2 separate regions of the Mus musculus genome follow, and region 2 is linked to region 1. A link is a contact called in public ChIA-PET data. All regions are on one chromosome and are shown on one strand. The core of a region is the stretch at or near the end of the contact, and the rest is flanking DNA. Distances in the headings are between cores, read along the strand shown. Region 1 overlaps Wdr70 (WD repeat domain 70). Region 2 holds the start of Wdr70 (WD repeat domain 70).

What was found. ChIA-PET counts read pairs in DNA pulled down with a chosen protein or histone mark.
Region 2: a contact with region 1 is called in an RNA polymerase II ChIA-PET map of effector CD8 T cells, with 7 read pairs. The contact joins the promoter of Wdr70 here to the enhancer-like site in region 1. A contact is called at or near these places in 8 of 39 promoter capture datasets (the HPC-7 cell line, embryonic stem cells, hematopoietic stem and progenitor cells and 3 more), 1 of 15 datasets of contacts at CTCF or cohesin (embryonic stem cells), 10 of 484 Hi-C or Micro-C datasets (the G1E-ER4 cell line, the HL-1 cell line, embryonic stem cells and 3 more), 8 of 115 datasets of contacts at active chromatin or transcription factors (DN3 thymocytes, the SCID.adh cell line, effector CD8 T cells and 2 more) and 2 of 9 other capture datasets (embryonic stem cells and liver).

What each region holds. Positions count from the first base shown.
Region 1 is chr15:7,977,236-7,980,275 of GRCm38.p6, forward strand. The region is part of intron 9 of Wdr70 (WD repeat domain 70); the gene reads right to left. Among named protein-coding and RNA genes, the nearest start is that of Wdr70, 120 kb to the right of the region's middle. Within about 2 kb of position 1,591, at least 14 of the 459 cell types and tissues checked have an H3K27ac peak or open chromatin away from gene starts, as enhancers often do. A contact at or near this core is called in the SCID.adh cell line and effector CD8 T cells, where this site is marked.
Region 2 is chr15:8,097,684-8,100,836 of GRCm38.p6, forward strand. Wdr70 (WD repeat domain 70) reads right to left here and starts at 1,526. Exons shown (of 18, transcript NM_001081402.1): 1 at 1,436-1,526; 2 at 1,273-1,338. The coding sequence starts at 1,460.

The DNA of each region.
Region 1 (3,040 bases), core at 341-2,840:
TATAAGAAAGTCTTATTTATTAATATTCATAGAAAATTATATAGAATTTGAATAATGCCATCAAATTCAAAGGCAAATGGCAAATTCTACTCCAATCTATCAATTACTTACAGTCAATGCCCTACAAAGCAGTGGACTCCAAGCTCTTGTGTGTATCTTGATAAGGAGGCTGCTGTTGGTCATAAGCCTCCTATTCAGTGCACATTAATTTATAAATTATTTACAAGTGTCAGTGGATTCCTCTATAGTAGACACTAGAAAATGCACTAAATAAGCAAACAAAACAAAAATAAAAAACAAAAAAAAAACACCTCCTGTTCCACTCCAGAGTCCAAGCAAAACCACATGTCTCTGGGAGATGAGTAGACAGAGCTCTCTGACCCCAAGCTTGAAGCAGGCCACAGGTCCTGGCAGCGCAGGCCTGGGCAGGGGCACAGCAAACTCCCCAGACAGGGAATGGAGGGGTGCCATGAGGGGATTAAAGCCATGAGATTCAGAACCCCAAAAATGAGGTCAACACCTCCTGGTAGAAGCTACGCAGCCAAGGGTACGCTCAAGTCCAGGGAGAAGAATATCTGATAGTTTACAGCCAATGAAAATATAGTTTAAAAAAAAAAAAAAACCTGAAATCAATGCCTTTTCAAGTAGATAAGCCTGAGAGAATTGACTGCTATTCAATATGTGATACAAGATAGATTAAAGAAAAGTTCTTAAAAGTTAAATTAAGAAACAAATAGAAGTCAAAATCCACACAAAGAAAAGCTGAAGGCAAACAGCATGATTGCAGGTCAGAGGCCAGCCTGAGCAAGACCCCAAAAAAGAGGGGGGAAAGCAAAAGAAAGAAAGGAAGGGGGGAGGGGAGGGGAGGGGAGGAAGGAAGGAAGGAAGGAAGGAAGGAAGGAAGGAAGGAAGGAAGGAAGGAAGGAAGGAAGGAAAGAAGGAAAGAAGGAAAGAAGGAAAGAAGGAAAGAAGGAAAGAAGGAAAGAAGGAAAGAAGGAAAGAAGAGAAAGAGGTCATACTGCCTAATGTCTGCTCAAACGGGGTCTGGAAAGATTCTCAGAAAACCAGAAGGGACAATGGGACTGCAGCGTTCAGACTAGTCTCCTGGGAAGTAGGGAGCCCCACGTTACAAGGCACCCGGCAGCCAGCCAGTCAGATGTCCTCAAGACTAGGACAGAAACTCCTGGCTGTGTGTGCTCTTCAATATCTGCTGATCAGTTTAAGCCTGTATTTCCCACACTCACATGCAGCTAACTTGGACTAACAGAGTGTAATTGAGAGGATTTCAAGGAAACATCTGAGATTCCTTCTTCACGTTCTTAACACTTTAGTCTGGCAGTTCTCTGAATATGAAATTCATGAGTACTGTGCATTATGGATTTAATTTACAGTTCCAATGCCTAAGTGATGTGGAGGATTGGTCCACACACCGTTTCTCTTCTTTAGGGAAGGACCTGTTCAAATGTTTTCCTGCTTTCAATATTAAGTAGTTCATTTTCTTTTTACTAGATGCTGACAGCTCTTTATTCTAGATACAAGTTTTGTTGCTTTGGTTGGTTGGTTGGTTGGTTGGTTGGTTGGTTGGTTTGGAGGAGTGGCAGGAAGTGAATGTGGGGACACAAACCCAGAGACTTGCACATGCTACCACAAACATACTGAGTTAATCTCCAGCTCTGGATCTCATTTCTTGATGAGAAGTGTATTTGTAAAGTAGCAAGTATTATCTAAGTATTATCATGACCTTTTTTTTTAAAAAAAAAAAAAGTGTTTCAGTAACAGATTTAAAAAAACATGTTGGTGGACTGGAGAAACAGCTCACTAGTTAATCACACTTACACAGGGTTTAGGTCCTCTGCAAGAGGGCCAGGGTTCAGCTCTCAGTACCTACATAGCAGCCAACAGCCTCTGTGCTCCCAGTTCCAAGCAATCTGATGACTTTTGACACCGTGGGCTCTATAGCTACGACATGGTGTATAAACATTCAGACGGGAAAGACAAAGATTCACATAAAATAAATGTCAACTAATCTTTCAGAATTCTTTGAGACAGGGTCTCGAACCTCTCAGAAGACCTGGAAAGTCTTCCTATGAGTTAGTATTCTAAGTGAGTGTGTGCTACTATGTCTGGGCTGTGTGGCACTAGGGATAGACTACAGAGCTCTGTACATGCTAGATCAGCAATCTACCAACAATGCTAAATCCCCTCCTTAAATTCCTATACAGTTTAATTTATTAGTATTTGGGAGCCACATAGTTAAAAACTTCCTACCTAACCAAAAAATCATAGAAATCCCCTTTATTTCTTCTCTAAGTTTTATAGTTTAAATTTTATGACTAGATCTGTCATCTACTTGAACTGATTTTAATACACAGTTCAAGGTCAGGATCAGGCTAATGTTTTTGTACGTGGATGCCCACTGTGACAGCATCATTTGTATTATAAAGCCTTCCCCTTACTAAAGGTATCCTGTATTGTCTACTTGTTCCTTGTCTCTGTTAACTGTTTCCCACAGTTAGCAATCACAAAGAACTGAGAAACACTACATGTGTTTCTATTTTTCTGGTCCCAGTTCTGCAGTGGTGAGGATAAATTACAATAGTCAACTTCTCCTTTTTATAACTGAGCATCCCCAATGACAGATGGTACTTTAGACTTATGGTGCGAAAGACCCCACACAAGCACAAACAATCATCGTGTGGCTTGTTTAAACCTCATCTTGTCTAAAACTGGGATGATGATAGCAACATTGAGGGGCTGTGAAGACAAAGTGAGATTAGGGAGGTAAACATATCCAGGACAATACTTGGAACATAATAGGCACTCAATAAATACTTGTTCCTTTCTGCATTTCCCCTTAGATCATAAATTTTTTAAAAAGCTAATAAATCTAACAAATAAGTATTTCTGTTTATTTTAATTTATTAATAGGTTGGGCTAATTATCAAAATAACAAGAAAGTAGAAATTAATTCACCTAGAATATAGATGTGTGAAATACAAGTTCATACAACATCTAATAGTGACTAATTATGCTAAGGTTT
Region 2 (3,153 bases), core at 276-2,775, 120 kb after region 1:
GCCAGCCTAGTCTACAAAGTGAGTTCCAAGACGGCCAGGGCTATACAGAGAAACCCTGTCTCAAAAAAAAAATCATGTTTTGGAAGAATATAATACATGAAAATCGCAAAATACTGTCTTAAAAAGCAATGTTTACTCATAAATATGATATTAAATTTTAATATGCACCAGGAGATCTAAAAAAAAAAAAAAACAGATTTGACTTCCTTTTCTTCGTGATTCTCCTAATTTTCTGAAGTCAAAAACAGGAGTTGGAGAGATGATTCACAAGTTAAGAACACTTGTTGCTCTTGCAAAGGACATGTTTAGTTCCCAGGGCCCACAAGGTGGCTCACAACCATCTGTAACTCTAGTTCCATGGGACCCAGTGACCTCTTCTGGCCCCCATAGGTACTGCAGGCAAATGGTGCACAGACATAGAGGCAAAACAACCGCTCAGAAATATAACTATATATACATTTATCTTTTAAAAAAATAAATCCACCGGGTGGTGGTAGCTCAAGCCTTTAATCCAGGCAACCGGGAGACCGAAGCAAGCAGATCTTTACGGGTTCGATGCCAGCCTGGTCTACAGGGTGATATCCAGGACAGCCAGGACTGTTACACAAACACACACACACACACACACACACACACAAAACCTGTCTAGAAAAAAACAAAAAACAAACAAACAAACAAAAGAGGAGAATGAATAGGAAGAAGAGGAAAAGAGGAGGTGGAAGAGGGAAGGAAAAAGAAGAAAAGAAGGGAGAAAAGAAAGAAAAAAAGTAAATACTGTAACTACCCTTTTATCGACTAATTACCTAGAAGAAGCTAAGTAGATGAATAAATGAAACAATGAATGAATGAGAACTAGGTACATCAGAGAGACATTTGTTCCCAAAACAAATTACAGGTCAATTTCCATTTGATTTTTCTAGCACTGATACTATTAACAGATGATTATGTCTTTTGAGACTGTTTTTTCTTTTAAATCACCTAATAATGTGACAAGACCAGGGTATACATTAAGACTGAAGAGGAAGAAACGCTATATCCACCAAAATGTTATTTAATGGTCGCCACTAAATGTCTTTCTCAGACTGGGTCACCATAGTAATCCCTTTCCGTCAAGGTTTCCAACTGTCACCTGAACTGGTCTCAACAGTTTAAATGGGACCGATTCGGATTTGGCACGGCGGAAGGCGCCGGTCAAAAGTGGCAGCTCTCCTACCCTTTACTCGCAAGCCCCGGGCGAAGTCGGGCTGGGCTCTGCCCCGGGCAGTCACTCACCGAATCCTGTGAAGCCCATGGTGACCGCCAGCTGAGGGTCGGGTCCCGCCGTGTCTGCGCCTGTCACTGGAGCAAGAAACAAAGGACAGACCGGCCGTCAGCCCGGCGCTCCAGTGCCCAGCACGGCCCTCCACCCCGGCTGGCCCGCCTAACCCACACCCACCTTCGCTGGTTCCCGAGTGCTCCATGACTGCCCGAGCCCACCGCCTCCGTGGATGCAGCAGCGCGCGACTCCCGGCAAGCCCGACGGAAGTGTCGTCACCGAGACCGCGTCGCCAAGAGCGGCCCGGCTGCGTGGGTAGGCAGGCTTTCGGACTCTCGCCCCCTAGCGGTGCGGAGGGAATGCGCTGACAAGCCACGAGGAGGTCTAGTTTGGGAGTTCCCTAAAACCTTTCGGTGGTTTCAGATGCGTTCTCAAGCAAAGTCCTGGCACGTTTCTAAGGAAATCAACAGAATCTTGTTATTTGCATGCTACTTTTATCTATATTCGTAATGTACTTGACGTACATGATGAAACTTCCACTGCTGCCCATCTTCTCAGTATGCTTGAAGAAACCACTATCTAGTTATAAAGATGCCAGAAAACTGAAGAGTTGTTAGGAATGTTTAAAGCGCTTGCCCTCAGTCTCCACTCTCTAGGCTAGCCTTGTTTACTAAGGGTTCCAAATGTTACATGTTACATAACTACTGTGTTTCCAATTTATTTTAGTTTCTTTACAACTCTGTTCCTATTCTTAATGACACATCATTTAATATACTTTTAAAGTCTAAAACAAATACTTGGTTGAATTTTTCTTTTGTCAGAGTCTCTCATTTTGTAATCCATGCCTGGCCCAGAACTCAGAGACCCATCTAGATTCCTCTGCCTCCCAAGCTTTTAAAGATGTGTGCTACCAAGCCAAGTGAAAATACTTCATTTTCACATGCACTCAATGATTGTGGACGTGGTATAAACATGCCTTACTGTGCAACCTGCAGACCTATTCTTCTACTATGTGGTTCTGGGGGTGGACCTCAAGTCACAAGCTTAGCAGAAAAGACAATTTCCTACTGAGCCTTGTAGTCCACTCAAGAATGAAAATTCTTTGATAAAATTACTCCTGAGCCCCAATATTAGACTCCTGTCTCTGTCTATGGTTCATTGATAATGATTATCTAATGCTTCCATTGTCCTTAGAGTAAAAGAAAAATTTATTAGTACAAAGAAGCTGTAGATCTGTGGTTGCTTAGCATAGACAAGGCTAAGGGTCTGTATTGGATCTCCACCACAAAAAAATACAAATTTAATAAAAGGTTAGCCTGACTTCCAAAACCTTTCTATTCCAATCTTGTCATTTTCAACATTCCCATTTAGTGCAGGGAGCGGCCTCAGAACACATAGTCCTGAATGCTTTAACTCTTCACCAAGTCATTGATCCAACCAGCTCATCTCCAACTATCAAATTAAATCTCTCCTGCTTTTGAAAGCATCTGTAGAACTTTGTAGGCCTCCAACTAAATAAGGCCCACCTACCATGTGATACCCTAGTCTGTCTTCATAATATAATGGCTGGGCAGGCACTCTTGAGTGGTTATTAAATGAATTAATAAGAAGAAATGGTTGTGAAGGCAAGTTACTTTTCCTATGCACAAGATGTATATAATTTGTAGCAAGGAAGTTTGGGTTTGCCTCAAGAGATTACTAGTGACAAATTACCCTGAACTTCAACCAGTAAGGCTAATTTATTTTGCCTACTCTCAAATATGTTATTATTGGTGCTAATATTTCTTTTCTGAGCATAAATAAGCAGCCATTAGATACTGGAGTAGAACTTTATGAATGATATTATGTATCCATAACCTTTAAGCTCATAAGTAATAGTTTCAGCTCCTCAATTGTCA